3 separate regions of the Mus musculus genome follow, and regions 2 and 3 are each linked to region 1. The links are chromatin contacts, called in public HiChIP or PLAC-seq maps. All regions are on one chromosome and are shown on one strand. Each heading gives the region's core, a stretch centred on a gene start, on an enhancer-like site or on the middle of the called end of the contact. The rest is flanking DNA. Distances are from core to core; before and after follow the strand shown. Region 1 overlaps Vapb (vesicle-associated membrane protein, associated protein B and C). Region 2 holds the start of Stx16 (syntaxin 16). Region 3 has its middle 6.1 kb from the start of Mir296.

Region 1 (2,700 bases), core at 121-2,620:
CCTTTGGGGAGAATTGCCGTTCTAATGCCCCTTCTTCTGGAAAAATCAATACCATAAAATCCTGCTTATTTATAAAAAACGAAGGCATCTTAATTTTACCAAAATTAGGGACACTGTTAAACATGTACTTACATGAGGAAGGAGGGATAAAAATGAAGGCAATTAAAGAACAAAGAAGCAGGGCCTGTTCAGAGACAGAGCAGATGCTTAGTGTGAACAAGACCCAAGCTCCGTCCTCAGTAAAGAGGGAAGAACAAAGCTGACCAGAGCTACTTCCGCTCCGCAGAGGAAAGCAACAGCGGGCAGTATCACTGGGGGGGAGGGGAGGGGCATTTAATGTTAGGCAAACCCTTCCGGGCATGAGGGCTGGAGACAGGCCAGAAGCATCCACTCAGGATAGAGCACGCCGCTGTGGTGCAGGAGAGGGAGGAGAAGGTCCACAAGAGCAGAGAATTGAAGCAAGTTCAGTTCATCGAGTCAGAAAAGAACAGCCATGTAAAATGTTAAAGCTATTCATCAAAGTTGGGAAAGTGGTACAGGGGCCTGAGTGTACACCTCCCTAACAGCACCCGCCATGGCTGCCCTAGCGGGCTGGAGAGAAGAAGAAGTGTTCGTACTTACTACTGCCTCCATATCAGAAGTGTCAGGCGGAGCAAACATAGACTGAACCATAAACTTGTGTTTACTTTTCTCATTGGGATCATAATCGAAAGGCTGTAACATCACTGAGAAAGAAAATATTTCATTAGGAGGGTCACAATGTGGTTATCGGAGTCGTTTGTCACGCTAGGTCTTACACTGTGGAGGAAAACAGCTCCCCAGCTCTCCCATCTGGACCCTGAGGAAGGCCGTGGCCAGCAGAGATGTACAACTTCCCCAACCCCCATCTTTCAGGTCAGCAGTTAAGGCCAGAAAAACTGGGGCCTGTCCCAGCCTCACAGCAGGTGCCAGCTGAGCTGTAGGTGGGTCTGGAACTTGGGTGCCTGATTTCTGATACAAAGATTGTGCGCTCACACAGAGCCACCCTCACCTATCTCACAGCTCTCGCTGAAGACATAAAATGGGAGAAACACCAAAGTCCTATTTTTCTCAAGGAAACATTGCCAAATGATCTTTTCGAGAAAGAAAACAGAATAACTCAAATCATTTCAGGATGGTTTTCACTTCTCTCCACCCCATTTCCCACGCAGCTCATCAAGGTAAGGCTTGAAATATGATTTTGCCAATAGAATTCTGGAGACGGCATAAAAGCTGGATTTGCCACAGCAGGAAAAGCAATTCCAACTCCTGCCCTACCCCCACCCAGAACCCAGAGGGAGCTCACCCAAGGCACCCCGCTGTACTGAGGGAGTCTTGTATTCTGATTCACTTCCTCGGACCTGTTTCCCCATGACTCAGCCAGGCCCAGTTATAGGAGGGCTGCTATACTCTCTCTGCTGCACAGCTTTAATAAGCTTTGCCCCTAGTGGCCTTCCCTGAAACCTAAGTTCACAATCAGGGGGCACCTCAGAGTCAGTGTGGGCCTTGCATCTCCAACCAGAACCTAGGCTCCTGCTCTTCAGACTGCCATTACCCCACTCCATCCGAAGAAGCAGGCGCTGCTGTGGGAGGAGGGCATTATTCTGCTGTCTATTTTTCTGATTAAAACAACAACAACAGCAAAATAAAAAACAGAAAAACCTGAAATAGAACCCAGTTTCCTTAGTCCACAAATGCATGCACACGCGCGCACACACACAGGCACGCACACACGCACACACACACACAGGCACGCACACACGCACACACAGGCACGCACACACGCACACACACACACACAGGCACGCACACACGCACGCACACACACAGGCACGCACACACGCACACACACACACAGGCACGCACACACGCACACACACACACACAGGCACGCACACACGCACACACACACACACAGGCACGCACACACGCACGCACACACACAGGCACGCACACACGCACACACACACACACACACACAGGCACGCGCGCACACACACACACACACACACACAGGCACGCACACACGCGCACGCGCGCGCACACACACACACACAGGCACGCACACACGTACGCGTGCGCACACACACACACACACACACACGCACACACACACATAGGCACGCACACACACACAGAGGCACGCACACACACACACACACACACAGGCACGCGCGCGCACACACACACACACACACACACACAGGCACGCATGCACACACACACAGGCACGCACACACACACACACACACACACACAGGCACGCGCGCACACACACACACACACACACACACAGGCACGCACACACGCACACACACACAGGCACGCACACACGCACACACACACACACACAGGCACACGCACGCACGCACACACACACAGGCACGCACACACGCACACACACACACACACACACACAGGCACACGCACGCACGCACACACACACACACACACACACACACACACAAACCCAAAGGTCTGCCCCACAGCTCCTGCTACTGTGTATCAAAGGATATCAGGCCTGCCTTCTGCAGTCTGTCCCATGAGAAGTTTCTCCTTCCTAGATAGGAGGAGATAAAAGGCTAGGAGGGGTTCCTGCCTGGCTGAGTCCAGGCTTACATTCATTCCCACACTATGGGTCCGATTTGCCTGTAGTTGGTAGCCCACACCTTTAATCCCGCA
Region 2 (2,753 bases), core at 48-2,547, 310 kb before region 1:
TTAAAAGGCGGGAAAGCTGCAGCGTTTCACGAACTATGTTTCAAATGCAGCCCCTAAGGTCGTGGGGTGACCGTGCATTCCCCCATGTTTCAAGGCTGCTTCCATTCAAACCTTCCCTTTTCAATTAAAGGTATTATTACAAAGCTAACAATATTCATCTGGCTGCACCATTCAGACCCGCCCCCTATCTGAGAGAGCAGGAAACTGAGGCTCTGGAAGCCAAAGCCTCCATCAAAAACAAACCAAATACAGCAATCATACTGGAACATTGCTTTGAAAAAGAACAACAACAATAACAAAACCCTACACTGCTAGGCGAAGTGAAGTTCTGGTCAATAAAATCAAAAGCCATGTGCTATTTTGGGGGATTAATTTTCACATCCGCATCATGTTGGTTCCTTTTTTTGTTTTGTTTTGTTTTTTTAAAAAAAAGTTCGAATGGAGAAGCTTAATTTCCTGTGTGGGAAATGGAAAATGAAGCGCCTAGCACCTTGCAATCTCACCAACATGAGTCCTCGGAGGGGGGAGGGCGGGGGGGGGGGGCAGCAAAGCAATTACTCCTAGTGTACATGGCCACACCGAGAACTAGGGCCATTGGAAGAAAAATAGTGGGAAAGAAAATGAGCTGAGCTGAGCAGACCACACACACACACACACACACACACACACACACACACACTCCTTCCTGGGGGGGGGGGGTCTGCAAGGATTTGAGTCAGCTAACCACCCACCTGGCCCACAGAACCAAAGTGAGGCCATTGCAGGGGGGGGGGGGGGGAGTGCCAAACAGAACAGAACAAAACAAAAAGAAGGTTGGAGAAAGGCCTAGGTTCCAAGTCCTCGTGTTAAAACATATGTAAATCGAGGCTGCCCGACGGATGGTGGGGGAGGAGGACCAGGAGGCCCAGGAAGTGAGAAGGCAGGGCAGGGGTTGATACTGTGGTCCCCATTGGGGGTTGCAAGTGCCCCATAAGCCATGGCCGTGCTCCACTTCCTTCTGTATCACACTCCTAGTCGTCGTCGCCTTGTTATTGTTGTTGTTCTTTTTTTCTTTTTTTTTTTTCTTTTTAGACAGAGAGACAGACAAGAGACAGACAGACAGGCAGAGCCGCAGTGCACACGGTGTGTGTGTCTGGAGAGGCCGCCAGGAAGACTCACCGCAGCAATGCTACGTGAATGCAGAGGGCTGGAGGTGGTGTGACTACTCACTTGCTCGGCTAACAGCTGCCGGGTTTGGATGGAATTATTCCGCAACAACAAGAAAGCGTCGGTTAAACGCCTGGTGGCCATTGTCTCCCCCTTTGTGACCCCCCCTCTCAGGGTCTCCCACCCCCCCTTGTAGTCCTGATTTGTTCACTTTCTCTCTTGGTCTGGCCTAGCTGATTCCACTCTTGCACAGAAATCTCTCTTGACAAAGCCTTAGGCTTTTCACGGCGCGATTTTGCAATCCGCCTAAGCGCGGAGACCCCTCCCCAAATAACCACCTCGCCTTTTCCAACTGCCTGACTCCCCCTACCCCAAGGCTGGCTCGGATCTCAAAGCACTCGAATCCCCCCAATCCTAGCGTCGAAATCAAACGTCCTGGAGACCCCTCCCCAATCCCAGCTCGGATCCACAAGCGCCTGACGCGCCAATCCGGCTCGGGGATGGGAGAGACCCCTACCCACTCACTTCCTAAGACCTCCCCAAAGGTGCTGGCGCCCTAACCCTAACTCAGAGCGCCTGCGTGCCCGGCATGTGGCTCTAACTCCGAGTTTGGGTTAACTCTCCTCACAAAAGGCCTGCTCCAAACAGGCCGAGCCCACAACGACAAAGGAGCGTCTACAGCTCCCATATAGTCGCCTGAGCCTACTGAGGCTCAGCCCGACCTGACCCCTCTCTTTCCTGTGCGGCCTGCTTCTCCACTGCCAGGAGGCTGCGGGCCTCCACGAGGACCTCACGGCCTGCCTCCCCCAGCCTCCTCACTCCTCTTCACCGGCACCCTCCATCCCGGGATCAGGCTGCAACCCTGCCCAAGGCCGCTTCCGTGCAGTGGTCCCGGGCTCTAGCATTCCCCCGGCCCTCTTCCTGTCCGTTCCTCGCGGGTGCCCCCCTGCGACATTCATGAGATTGCTTGCAACGTTCCGGGAGCGGGAGCTCCCTTATTGCCCTGCCCCGGGATGGGAGTGCTCCGCCCTCTCTGGGACAGTTCCCGGGGCGCCTTCTTCCCCTTTTCCTAAGAGTGTACAGACTCTGGGGCAGGCGTCCTGGCCCCAAAAAACGGCTTCAAAACCTTGGCCCTGGAGCCGAAGACCACCACTGGGGTCCAGGCAATTGTAAACTTCTAGTAGGATTGTCAGGCAGGCAGAAATGTGGAAACGTGGCTCTTGCAGAGCCTAGTCCTGCGCGGGGGCGGAGGAAAAGTGGAAGAAGTCTGCCTCTGCAGGCCAGGCACGCTCCACTGCAGGCGCCTGGCGCTGCTGAGATGGCCTTACCTTTTTATTTTTTTATTTTTTTTCTTTAAACTGTGAGAAAAAAAAAAGTATCCGAAAAACAACCAGGCCAGGGAAAAAAGAAAAAAATAATAATAAAAAAAGCTTGGGCGCTAGGCCTTGCTGGCCTTACTGTGGGCAATAAAGAGTGGTCAGGCATCTACACTTGGGCACTACAATGTTGTGCCCAAGTGGGAAAGGTTCCTAAACTTAGAGACAACCCCTCAGCCCCACTCCCCCAAAAAGTACTTTGTGTTGAGGTTATGCCCACGTTTCCTCGAG
Region 3 (2,700 bases), core at 91-2,590, 490 kb before region 1:
GGGGCAGGGGAAGAGACAGACTTTCAGGGCTTGTAGGTCCCTGGGGAACATGGGTCAAGGGGGACTCTGACATCTTAGGAGGATTAGGGCATCATTATGCCATGGACAAGGAAATGGGGCTATGGCCTGCTGAGGGGTCACTCTCTAGGTTTGTCCTTTGGGACCAGGGAAGGGATTGTTTCTTCTCATGGAAAACACACACACACACACACACACACACACACGCACGCCGCCACCACCACCACTACCCAACACAACTGTTAGGTCAGAAAGCTTCCCAGAGCCACCCAAGGGTGCAATGGGGTATGTGTGGAGATGGGGGCAGGCTGCGAAAGGGGCCAGAAAGAGAGGCTTCCAGGGCCCCTCTTTTTCCAGCAGCAGTTGAAAAACTTGGCTTCCTTCGTGAAAATCCAATAAAATCAGCCTGTGACTCACCTCTCCCATCCCCTGTTGTTTTTCAGCTCTCCAACAGGTCTCACGAATTTGTCTCTCTTTTTTTTTTCACCCCTGTTCTAAAATATCTGAAGCTCAAAAGATGGCAAGGTTTATATGGAATAAAAACAAAACAAAAAACAAACAAACAAACAATCTCCCCCTCTACCTCCATCCCAATCTTAGCCTACAGGATTAAAGCAGACTTTCTTTACTTCTGTTTCCCAAAGAATTCAATTAAAACCAAACCTCAAACAGCCCAGCACTCCTCACTGACCTGGGCTGAAAGGTTGAAACACCCTAAGGCTTTCTCCTCCCTTCCCTTCCCCACCCCTGCCCCCACCCCCACAAAGCATCCTGGGATGCTATCAGCAGTCTATTGTACAGGCAGGCATTCTTTGATCAGTCTCCTTCCCCCTTTGTAGGGCTGGAAACTGAGGCTGAGGAAAGACAATGTACTTAAAGCTCTTGGCTAATCTTCCATATTGAAATGCAAAGGGTAGTGGGGGCATGGTGGGGCACGCACTTGCAGGCATACACACACCCTTAATTCCAGCACTTAGGAAGCAGATGCAGGCAAAATTCAGAGTTTGAGGCTAGCCTCTTCCATCTGTCTGAAAGAATTGAAAAGAAGAAAGGAAAAAAACAAAACAAAACAACAACGAAATAACCCCAACAACAACAACTTGGAACTTAGACCTTTTTCTGGTTCTGGGGTAATTTTGCTCTTCCCAAAGAACGTGTGGCAATATCTAGAGACAGCTTTTAGTTGTCACAGTTGAGCCTGGTTCCCTGGAGGAGTTAAGGAGACTGTTCAATATCTTGCAAAGGACTGGACAAACACCCTAAAGGACTACTCAGCCATGGCACATCAACTGTTGAGAACAGAGTCACCACCCCACCCCCTCCCGACCCCTCTGGCCCCACAGGCAACCCAGGATTTCAGGAGAATAAATACAAGCCCACACCACACAGAGAGAGAGAGCTAGCAAGATAAGTACCAAGATGTCTCCACTTGTTTATCTCCTGCTGTAAGGAAGATTTCTTTTCATGTCTCTTTCTCATGGTTTCCTGTACGGTTGGAATTTTTAAAGAAAGAATGTGCATGTATCATTTTTATAATCAGAAAAAGAAGAGCTGTTTTCATTTTGCAAAAATGAAAAAGGGCTTTAGGACTTATCGATTCTGACCCAGGCCCCTCACTAACTAGCTGTCAGGAACAGCTATCTGGAAAATGTGTGCACCGAAAAGGTGAGGGTGAGTGCCTATAGGAATACGGAGTAACATTATCCTGGGAAGCTCTCTGAGCTCTTTCTCTCTCTCTCTCTCTCTCTCTCTCTCTCTCTCTCTCTCTCTCTCTCTCTCTCTCTCTCTCTCGTGCATTTCCCCTCTGAAATTGTGTGTGTGCTTTGTAGCATAGAAATCAGGGAGACTCAGGGAGGGTCCATCTGTGCCAGCTACCTGACTAGTGACGGACACAGGATACACCCAGCATCCTCCCAGCCCTTAGGAAATGTGGAGAAGATATTTCCAATGCTCCAAGGTAGCTATCAGTTCCTGCATAATTTTGATTTTTATCTCAGAATTGGGCTAGGGCTGGATTTCTATACAGAGAGCCACTGACCATTTAGGTGAGATCATTCTTAATTGTAGAGACCGTTGCTGGGCTAGTGAGATGCTTAGCAGTGTCCTTGGCCTGGCTTCCCATTAGATGCTAATAGCACTCCCAACCCCCATCCACCCCAGCAAGAGTGAGAAACCTAAAATGTCTCCAGATTTAAGGGCAAATGTCCTGTGGGGGCGCCCAAGGTCACAGCTGGTACAGACCCCTCGGCTCCAGCCTGCCTGATGTTTCAGAAAAAAGACTTCATAAAGATGACAGTCCCCCATGTCAGGATCCTGCTTGCTGCATTTCTGAGTCACTGCCTGTGTTTCTCTGTCTTTAAAAATCTTCCATTTGTGTCTGCCCCCTTGGAAACAGCCCTGCACCCAAATGTGAGCCTCTTGGTGGTCTGAAAAGCCCTGTTAAGCCCCATCAAAGCCTAAGTCTAGAACTCTGGTTATTCCTGCAAACACTGACAGGGCCGATGGGAGCCATAGACAGGAGCCACTGAACACAGAAAAACAAACCCCTTGTTTCCTAGGATTGCGCACATCCACCAACTAATTGCGAGAAGACCAGGAGAGATGCTGCGGGGCCACTTTTCACGCCACAGCCTAAATCGGAACAAGAAGATGAACTTTAAATTGAGTAAGATAAAACCAGTT

What was found. HiChIP or PLAC-seq counts read pairs in DNA pulled down with a chosen protein or histone mark.
Region 2: a contact with region 1 is called in an H3K4me3 HiChIP or PLAC-seq map of embryonic stem cells, with 11 read pairs. The contact joins the promoter of Stx16 here to the enhancer-like site in region 1. A contact is called at or near these places in 5 of 39 promoter capture datasets (the 3T3-L1 cell line, cancer-associated fibroblasts, cranial neural crest and 2 more), 13 of 484 Hi-C or Micro-C datasets (the G1E-ER4 cell line, the N1E-115 cell line, adipose-derived mesenchymal stem cells and 7 more), 17 of 115 datasets of contacts at active chromatin or transcription factors (the NIH/3T3 cell line, bone marrow-derived macrophages, cardiomyocytes and 14 more) and 2 of 9 other capture datasets (embryonic stem cells and pancreatic islet).
Region 3: an H3K27ac HiChIP or PLAC-seq map of embryonic stem cells shows a contact between it and region 1, with 5 times the contacts expected there. The contact joins two enhancer-like sites. A contact is called at or near these places in 3 of 39 promoter capture datasets (3T3-L1-derived adipocytes, cranial neural crest and liver), 1 of 484 Hi-C or Micro-C datasets (the G1E-ER4 cell line) and 6 of 115 datasets of contacts at active chromatin or transcription factors (embryonic stem cells, extraembryonic endoderm stem cells and trophoblast stem cells).

The regions. Positions count from the first base shown.
Region 1 is chr2:173,769,546-173,772,245 of GRCm38.p6, reverse strand. It overlaps Vapb (vesicle-associated membrane protein, associated protein B and C), which reads right to left. Exons shown (of 6, transcript NM_019806.5): 3 at 622-725. Among named protein-coding and RNA genes, the nearest start is that of Vapb, 33 kb to the right of the region's middle. Within about 2 kb of position 1,370, at least 80 of the 459 cell types and tissues checked have an H3K27ac peak or open chromatin away from gene starts, as enhancers often do. A contact at or near this core is called in the N1E-115 cell line, adipose-derived mesenchymal stem cells, bone marrow-derived macrophages and 7 more, where this site is marked.
Region 2 is chr2:174,075,595-174,078,347 of GRCm38.p6, reverse strand. Stx16 (syntaxin 16) reads right to left here and starts at 1,297. Exons shown (of 9, transcript NM_172675.4): 1 at 1,159-1,297. The coding sequence starts at 1,290.
Region 3 is chr2:174,259,716-174,262,415 of GRCm38.p6, reverse strand. No RefSeq gene overlaps it. Among named protein-coding and RNA genes, the nearest start is that of Mir296, 6.1 kb to the left of the region's middle. Within about 2 kb of position 1,340, at least 22 of the 459 cell types and tissues checked have an H3K27ac peak or open chromatin away from gene starts, as enhancers often do. A contact at or near this core is called in embryonic stem cells and trophoblast stem cells, where this site is marked.